Linked DNA regions of Sus scrofa: region 1 is linked to region 2. Evidence: chromatin contacts called from public promoter capture Hi-C data. All regions are on one chromosome and are shown on one strand. The core of a region is the stretch at or near the end of the contact, and the rest is flanking DNA. Distances in the headings are between cores, read along the strand shown.

Region 1 (4,457 bases), core at 1,217-3,716, 190 kb before region 2:
AGCGGTGACAGGGCACAGACCTCGCTAGAGCCGGCTGGGGCATGCATGCAGCACACAGAGGTGGGTGCTGGTGCTCCACGGGGTGGAAGGGGAACCAGGAGACAGCACAAGAAAGCCAGTCTGGTGTCACTAAAAGGAACTGTCCTACCATGGAACAGGCTGCCTTTTAAGGCAGTGAGCTCCCTGTCACATGAGGTGTGCAAGCAAGATGGGTAGCTGGCAGGAGGGTTAGAGAGGAGATTTCTAGCCCTTTCCAATGAAAGTGCATAGGGCCACAGCCCCTGCATCGCTGCATGACCTTGGATGCCTTTCTGTTTCCCTCTGGGCCTCAGTCTGCCCCCTCTGTTCAGTGGTCTCAGCTAAAACTATCCATGTACTTTTTCTGCAAAGATGGCCAAACCACCGGAGCTCCCCTTGCAGCTCAGTGGGTTAAAAACCAACTAGTAGGAGTTCCCGTCGTGGCGCAGTGGTTAACGAATCCGACTAGGAACCATGAGGTTGCGGGTTCGATCCCTGCCCTTGCTCAGTGGGTTAACGATCCAGCGTTGCCATGAGCTGTGGTGTAGGTCGCAGACATGGCTCGGATCCTGCGTTGCTGTGGCTCTGGCGTAGGCTGGTGGCTACAGCTCCGATTCGACCCCTAGCCTGGGAACCTCCATATGCCGCTGGAGCGGCCCAAGAAAAGGCAAAAAGACAAAAAAAAAAAAAAAAAAAACAAAAACAAAACCAACTAGTAGCCATGAGGATGAGGGTTTGATCCCTGGCCTTGCCCAGTGGGTTAGGATCTGGTGTTGCCTCAAGCTTCAGTGTAGGTTGCAGATGGGCTCCGATTCGACCCCTAGTCTGAGAACTTCCATATGCTGCAGGTACGGCTCTGAAAAGAAAAGAAATAGATGGGGCGGACTCTGGTGGTATCCCATTTACAGTCCTTGAGACTTGGGCCTGATGCTCAGTTGAGATTCAGCAGGGAGAGCCGGGGCTCCAGAGGCAGGCCAGGGGCTCAGGCCGCAGCCCTCAGCCAAGAGGAAAGTCAGAACAAGGGTTGATGTTACTACACCTTGTTATTCCCGTGATGATGGGAATACATCTGAGCTCACCCCAGAGTCCCGAACCCCCTCCTCCCAAAGGGAGGACCTCAGGGAGGGGTCGGAAGTCCTAGCCTCCCTCCCCAGGCTGTCGTGGTCCTGCCCAAGAGGGAGCCTGCTCTGATGAAGTAGGAATGGTGGGGGCCAGGGAGCGCCAAGAGACAGATCAACAAACCAGCACTCATCTGCAGAGGGCGTCATTCACGGCAGGCAGTAGTTAGAGCACAGGCGAAGGTCAAGCAGGCCTGGTCTAAACGCCCTGCTGAGTGACCTTGGGCAAGCGGCTGCACTTCTCTGAGCCTGTGAGGATGTGGCTGAGGATAAAATGAGACTCCACCGGGATGGTGATGAGCTCGTGGCTTTCTTTTATTCTCACACGCACAGTCGCTGGAGGCAGAAACAAACACAGAGCCCCGCAGAGTTCGCCCCCAGATCTGCCCGCCCCTCGGTCCCACCCCTCCAGCCCCGCCTTCCTCTCCCACCGCTTCCTCCCTCCCCTTCACCTCCTCAGGGTCCTCGGCTGCCCCCGTGCGGCCTTTCTCGGTACTGCATCAGCCCGCCCGGGTTACCCAGTCCTTGGCCCCCGCGTCCATTGCAAAGGTGAGGCGCCGCGTCATCCATCTCCTGGCCTCGGGCGGGCAAGCCGTCGTCTCCAAACCCTCAAAGACTTCATCATTCTCGGAGACCAGCCTCAACTCTTACGTATGGCTCCGGATCCTTCTTGCTGCTTTCCAGGCTGCTGGCAGGAGCCGCGGAAGCAGCACTGCACCCTGCTGGCTGGGGCGGCCATGCGGAAGCAGGGAGGTGGGCACAGGATGCACTTGAGAGAGACGATCACCTATGGAACGGGGGCCTCTGGGAGTGGCCAGACACACACACACACAAGCACCCACACGCCCAGGCCGCCAGGTGCACACACACAGGCACACACACCCGAAAGCACCAAGTGCCCATGTGTGCACCTGTCCCTGTCACGCACAGCGCCATCACTGCCCAGTCAGCCCCATTTTCCCTCTGTCCCTCCTGTGCCGTGTTCCCCTCCACCCCTCTCCCGCCCACACCTAAGGAAACCAGTGCTTACTGTAAACTGCAAATACAAATTCCTTTCCACGCCTAAAGCCTCGGATCACCTAGCCCGCCCCTCAGACCTCATCTCCCACCCCCATGCCCTCGCCCATTACTCACTATTTCTCCAGCAAACACATGGCTTCAGGCCCCTCGCGCTTCTGTTTCCTCTTCGGGAAGTGTTCTTCCCCCAGGTCCTCCAGTGCCTGCCTCCTCCCTGTCTTTTAGGCCCAGTTTATTTTATTTTTGTCTTTTTAGGGCCACACCCACAGCATATGGAGGTTCCCAGGCTAGGGGTCGAATTAGAGCTGTAACCACTGGCCTACACCAGAGCCACAGCAACGCTGGATCCTTAACCCACTGAGCAAGGTCGGGGATCAAACCTGCATCCTCATGGACGCTTGTCAGATTCGTCTCTGCTGAGCCATGATGGGAACTCCAAAGGCCCCATTGAAATACCTTCTGGACCACCAGAGCTAAGAGGCCCCTGACCTCCGTTCTCTCCAAGCGTGGTTCCTTCAAAATGTGTATCCTCTTCATTAGAGAAACACACATCAAAACCACGGCGAGATTCCACCTCCCATCCATTAGAATGACTACTTTAAAAAAGGCAGGAAATAAGTGTTGGTGAGGATACAAAGAAATTGGAACACTGGCGCATGATTAGTGGGAATGTCAAAGGGTGCAGCCACCGTAGGAAACGATCGCCCCCCCAAAATTAAAAATAGAATGAATGTATAATCCAACAATTCCACTTCTGGGGATATACACTAAAGAACAGAAAAGCAGGTCTCGAAACGATATTTGTACACCCATGTTCATAGCAGCACGACTCACAAGAGCCAAGAGGTGGAAGCAACCCACGTGTCCATCAACGGATGAATGGAGACATAAAATGTGGTGCACAGACACAGTGCAACATGACTGTCCTTCAAAAGGAAGGGAATTCTGGAGTTCCCGTCTTGGCTCAGCAGAAACAAATCTGACTAGTATCCATAGGAATGCAGGTTCGATCCCTGGGCTCGCTCAGTGGGTTAAGGATCCAGTGTTGCCGTGAGCTGTGGTGTAGGCCACACACATAGCTTAGATCTGGCGTTGATGTGGCTGTTCCCGAGGCCGGCATCTGTAGCTCGATTTGATCCCTAGCCTGGGAACCTCCACATGCCACAGGTGCAGCCCTAAAAAGACAAAAAAAAAAAAAAAAAAAAAAAAAGAAGAAGGGAATTCTGACACATGCTACAGCATGGATGAACCTCAAGGACATCATCCTAGGTGACATAAGCCAGTTACAAGATGACAAATACTGCATGATTCCACTTAAGTGAGCTCTGCAGAGTGGTCAGATTCATAGAGACAAAAAGTAAAATGGTGGTCGTCAGGGGCTGGGGGGTACAGAAGGGGGCGCTATAGTTTAATGGGTACAGAGTTTCAGGTTTGCAAAATGAAAAGAGTTCTGGGAGTTCCCGTTGTGGCTCAGTGGTTAATGAATCCAACTAGGAACCATGAGGTTGCAGGTTTGATCCCTGGCCTTGCTCGGTAGGTTAAGGATCCGGTGTTGCCCTGAGCTGTGGTGTAGGTTGCAGACTCGGCTCGGATCCTGTGTTGCTGTGGCTCTGGTGTAGGCCGGTGGCTACAACTCCGATTAGACCCCTAGCCTAGGAACCTCCATATGAGCGGGAGCGGCCCAAGAAAAGGAAAAAAAAAAAAAAGAAAAGCATTCTGGAGATGACAGCAGGGATGATTGCACAACAATGTGCATGTACTTAATGCTAGTGAACTGTACACTTCAAAATGGTTGAGACAGTGCTTTTGTTAGTTGTCTCTAACCACAATTAAAACTAATAAAATGGACTTTCTGCTGTGGCTCAGTGGCTACGAACCTAACTAGTATCCATGAGGATGTGGGTTTGATCCCTGGCCTCACTCAGTGGGTTAAGGATCCAGCATTGCCATGAGCTGTGGTGTAGGTGGCAGACGAGGCTCGGATCTAGCGCTGCTGGGGCTGTGGCTTCAGCCAGCACCTGCAGCTCAGATTCGAGCCCCAGCCTAGGAACTTCCATATGCTGCAGGTGTGGCCCTAAAAGAAAATTATAGGCCAGTATCTTTGATGAATATAGACACAAAAATTCTCAACAAAATTTTAGCCAGCAGCATGTAAAAAAGATCATACACCACAACCAAGTGGGATTCATCCCAAGTTCACAAGGATGGTTCAACCTACGCAAATCAATCATCATGCACCACATCAACAGAAGAAAAGTCAAAAACCACATGGTCGTCTCAAAAGATGCAGAAAAAGCATCTGAC
Region 2 (4,369 bases), core at 419-2,918:
TCTTCCTCTTGCAACTCCATCCCATCCTTCAGGATGGATAATCCCAGGATCTACTTCTTACTGCTAGAGGTTTAATACAGCTTCTCCAAGTAAACAAGTGAAACACCAAACAAAAAGCGCTTTTCCACTTCTAAGGGGGGTGGGGGGGAATGACAGTGAGAGTTACCAGCAGGTTACAATATTAGAGAGAAAGGGGAAAAAATCCTAAACTTTAAGCCAAGCACAGAAGCACTGTTACTCTGGAAGCAGGATTAGGAAAACCTCTGTTAAGACACCTAAACGAATAACTCGTCACCTTAAAGGGCAAATAAATACTTTCTATGGGAAAAATCTAGCAAAATCCCTTCTACATTAAAAGGCTCTCCCCGAACATATCACCTAATTTAAGCGTTAAAAACCACCTTGCGAAGAGACTATAACAGCAACCTTTGTGTCATTTTCTCCAGCGGTTTCCAACGTTCAGGTTTCTACCTCTTCTCTTCACAATTTAACAGCTTTCCTGTTAAATCCATTCCAGCCGACGGAAGTGGTAGTTTCTACATTTACATTTGGTAACCTCAAGGAATTAAAAACGCTTCTCCCTCGACTTCCCTCCTCCTTCATAAAAATCACGTTACTTTCCTTCTGAACTTCCTACTCTAAGTGTCTGGACGAGCAGAGTGGACGTGAAGAGTGCGGCCGCTAAAAGGCAAGTGAACTCAAAAAATACTTGTGGATCGGACAAAAAGGCTTCCTCAGTCCGCCTGAGACACGGGCTCCAAGCTCAGGCGGTTCTGCGGAGGTGGGGGTACGAGGTGCCGGGCAGGGAAGGGGCATGGAGCCCTTTCGACCTCCGTCGACGGGGCCGCCCAACGCCCCAGTCCCAGCACCCGCTCTCGGCACAGCCGGACAATGGCCCTCTAGCACAGCAGTCCCAGGCCGGGAAGAGGCCCTGGGACTCCACAGCACGCGAGGCCTAGAAAGAAGGCCAGGAAGGAACGCTGAGCCGGCGAGCATACCTCCGGCCTAAGCGTGGTCAGCGCGCCGGGGCCTCCGCCGGCGCCATCACTGGGAGTGGGGTAGGAAGGCCGCCCGGCAGGGCCATCGCCGGCAGCCGGGTCCGAAGAGGCCGCGAGCCCAGCGGAGACGACGGCGGGAAGTGCAGGCCGCAGCCTGCTCAGCTGGCAGGCCCAGCGGCCCGAACCCACAGCCGACCTCTGGCCGCTTACCTTGTGGATTCTCTTCAGAGCCATCGTGGGAGGCGGGTGGCGGCGGCCCCCGGGGTGGGGACGGGGGCAGGGGAGGGACGGGGAAGGGGCGAGGGGTGCGAGGCCGCCTCGGTGACCGCGGGCCGGCCGGAGAAGATGGGGAGCTCCGAAGCGCGGGTCCGGCGGGACAGACTTAGGGCCGGGGCCCACTCGGCTCCTGAGCCTGCCGCAGCGGTCACCGCATCACCCGGCGGCGGCCCCTTTATGCGCTGCCGCCCGAGCCGCCGCCGCCGCCGCCGCCGCCACCACCACCGCCGCCGCCGCCGCCGTAGCTGCCTCTGCCTCCCAGGCTCAGCGCCGCCTCCTCAGCAGCCGCGGATCCCTCCGCCGGGAAGCAAGAGCCCAGCCTCGGGCTCGGCCGGCGCCTCCCGGTCGGACAGCCAGAGGGACTGCCTGCCGCAGGTGGACCGAGGGACGCGCGGGCGGGTGGCGCCGCCGGGGTGGGGCCGCAGGAGTGCGGGGTGGGCCCAGGCCGAGGGGCAGGTCGGGAGAGCGGGGATTGGCGGGCCTGGGAAGGGAGGGCCGGGCCGCGCCGGCGGCGGAGGGATACGGGCCGCCCCTCTGAGTGTCTTACGTGCTGCCGCCGCCGCCGCCGCCACGGCCGCCGAGAGGATGACGCCGCGACGCCGGGAGAAGATCTCGCGAGATTTGTGCCGGGGTCGTGGAGGCTCGTTCGACGGCCGAGGCTCGTAGCCCGCGACCCTGAGTCCTTTGCCTCTGGTTCCCTCTTAGATATGTTATCTGAGATCAATAAGCTTTTTAAAGGCGAATGTATTCTAGGTCTCCTGGCCGTCCACATAGCGGAGGCTGACCCAGGAAGAGCCTTTAGGTCCATTACAACTTTCCAGAAGGAGGAAAGGACTTGTCCAAGGTCACACAGCTCCACGGTGGCGAAGCTGGGAGTTCCCTGAAGCCAAGAGTCTCGTGAATTCTCTCTCTGGTAGCTGCGTGGTAACATCCTGGGCACCTGCAGGAGTGTGGTTCTTCAACCATGCCACAGGCAGCCCTGAGATGGTCTTTGTAAGGAAGACATGGGTGACAACTTGAATGTCTCTCAGCCACTGGCTTGTCAGCCCTAGGAGAGGTGCTCTGCTTGGTGAATTGTTATGGCAATATACCAGTTACCTCAGAAAAAAACTTGCACAGTGTGTGCTCCAGTAATTAAAAACCAACCTTGTTGTCAAGTGGGAGGGGAAATGGGGGAGGGATGGAGTGAGAGTTTGTGGTTAGCAGATGCAAACTATTACTTAGACGATGGATAAACAATAAGGTTCCGAGCTCCCATTGTGGCGCACCGGGTGAAGAACGCGACTGCAGCGGCTGGGGTTGCTGGGGAAGAGCCGTTCTATCCCCAGCCCAGCACGGTGAGTTAAAGGGTCCCGCCTCACCGCAGCTGCTGTTAGGTTGCGGCTACGGCTCACATTCAATCCTGGCCTGGGAACTTCCATATGCCCTGGATGTAGCCATTAAAAGAAAGTAAAGAAAATTAAAAAAGGCCCTTCTCTAAAGCACAGGGAACTATATGTAGTATCCTGTGATGCACCCAAGCGGTAAAGAATATGAAAAAGAATGTACATACGTGTAACTGAATCACTGTCGTACAGCAGAAATTAACATGTTATAAATCAACTATACTCAAAAAACAAAAACCTGGTGTTTAGAACACCATCAGAAGCAAACTTAGAAAAACTATTCTGGGGATGTTTTTAGGAGGGATGGAAACGGAAAGCAAGTTCACTGTGTATTGGGTGTGGAGCCCTGCACCAGGACCAGCAAACTATAAGGCTCACTGCTTTTAAAGGGCCTGTGGTGGGAGGTGCTTTTTATCTGGCTGGAGACACATGGAAGAACAGTAAGGAATATTTTCCTGGGAGGTCATGTTTTTTTCCTGGGAGGTCATGCCCACATTCTCAAGTTCTCCTCAAGATTTTCTGATTAAATCTGTGTTCTTTCCTCTGTCTGAAAGGGGCCTTGAATATCATTGATTCTAACTCTTGAACTGAGAGAGGAGAAACTGGAGCGCCCCTAAGGAGAGGATCTGGCCAAAAGGCACACAAAAGGCCAGCAGCATAACTTGTACTGCCTTGTATCCTAAGTAGAGGCTGGCCCAACTGGGCGGGGCCACACTGGACTCCTGAGCTGAAGGAAGGAAAAGCTGTATCCAGTTGCCCCGGGGGGTTATGTTTTGGGTTGGAGGTGAAGAAAAATATACCACAGTCCCAAATCTTTCCTTCCTAAGAAGTGTGATGGAAAAGGTATAAAAAGGCCTGTTGCAAAGTTCCTGTTGTGGCTCAGTGGTAATGAACCCGACTAGTATCCATGAGGACATGGGTTCAATCCCTGGCCTTGCTCAGTGGGTTAAAGATCCGGCACTGCCGTGAGCTGTGTAGGTGGGAGACACAGCTCAGATCTGGTGTTGTGGCTGAGATATAGGCCGTCAGCTGCAGTTCTGATTTGACCCCTAGCCCGGGAACTTCCCAAAAAAAGACGGGGGGGAAAAAAAAAAAAAAAAGCCTGTTGGTCAGATTTAAAAAAATTTTTTTTCAGCAATAATTTTCTTGGGAATTCCGGTTGTGGCACAGTGGAAACGAATCTGACTGGTATCCATGAGGGTGCAGTTTCGATCCCTGGCCTTGATCAGTGGGTCAAGGATCTAGCGTTGTTGTGAGCTGTGATGTAGGTCACAGACGTGGCTCGGATCTGGCGTTGCTGTGGCTGTGGTGTAGTCCGGCAGCTAAAGCTCCAATTCGACCCCTAGCCCCTGGCAATGTCTATGTGCTGCGAGTGTGGCCCTAAAAAGCAAAAAAGAAAAAAATTTTTTGTATTAAAAAGCAATATGTATTTGTTGCAAGAGATACAGATAAGCAAAAGGCAGGAAATAAAACTCAACTATACTCCTATCATTCAACAATTTTTTTTTTTTTTTTTTTTTTTACTTTTTAGGGCCACACCCGAAGCATATGGAAGTTCCCAGGCTGGGGTCCAATGGGAACTGCCTTGGATGCCATCCTACACCACAGCCACAGCAACTCGGGATCTGAGCCGGGTTTGCCACCTATTCCACAGCTCACAGCAACGCCAGATCCTTTAACCCACTGATTGAAGCCAGGGGTGGAACCTGT

The links. Promoter capture Hi-C pulls out the DNA fragments that hold promoters and counts their contacts.
Region 1: a promoter capture Hi-C map of fetal skeletal muscle shows a contact between it and region 2, with 2.9 times the contacts expected there. The contact joins the promoter of PSD2 here to the promoter of UBE2D2 in region 2. A contact is called at or near these places in 3 of 5 promoter capture datasets (fetal liver, fetal skeletal muscle and liver), 3 of 47 Hi-C or Micro-C datasets (epiblast stem cells, fetal heart ventricle and skeletal muscle) and 1 of 2 datasets of contacts at active chromatin or transcription factors (skeletal muscle).

Annotation. Positions count from the first base shown.
Region 1 is chr2:141,589,733-141,594,189 of Sscrofa11.1, reverse strand. PSD2 (PH and SEC7 domain-containing protein 2) reads right to left here and starts at 2,466. Exons shown (of 19, transcript XM_021084878.1): 1 at 1,589-2,466; 2 at 1,261-1,472.
Region 2 is chr2:141,395,236-141,399,604 of Sscrofa11.1, reverse strand. It overlaps UBE2D2 (ubiquitin-conjugating enzyme E2 D2), which reads right to left and starts at 1,668. Exons shown (of 7, transcript XM_005661722.3): 1 at 1,209-1,668.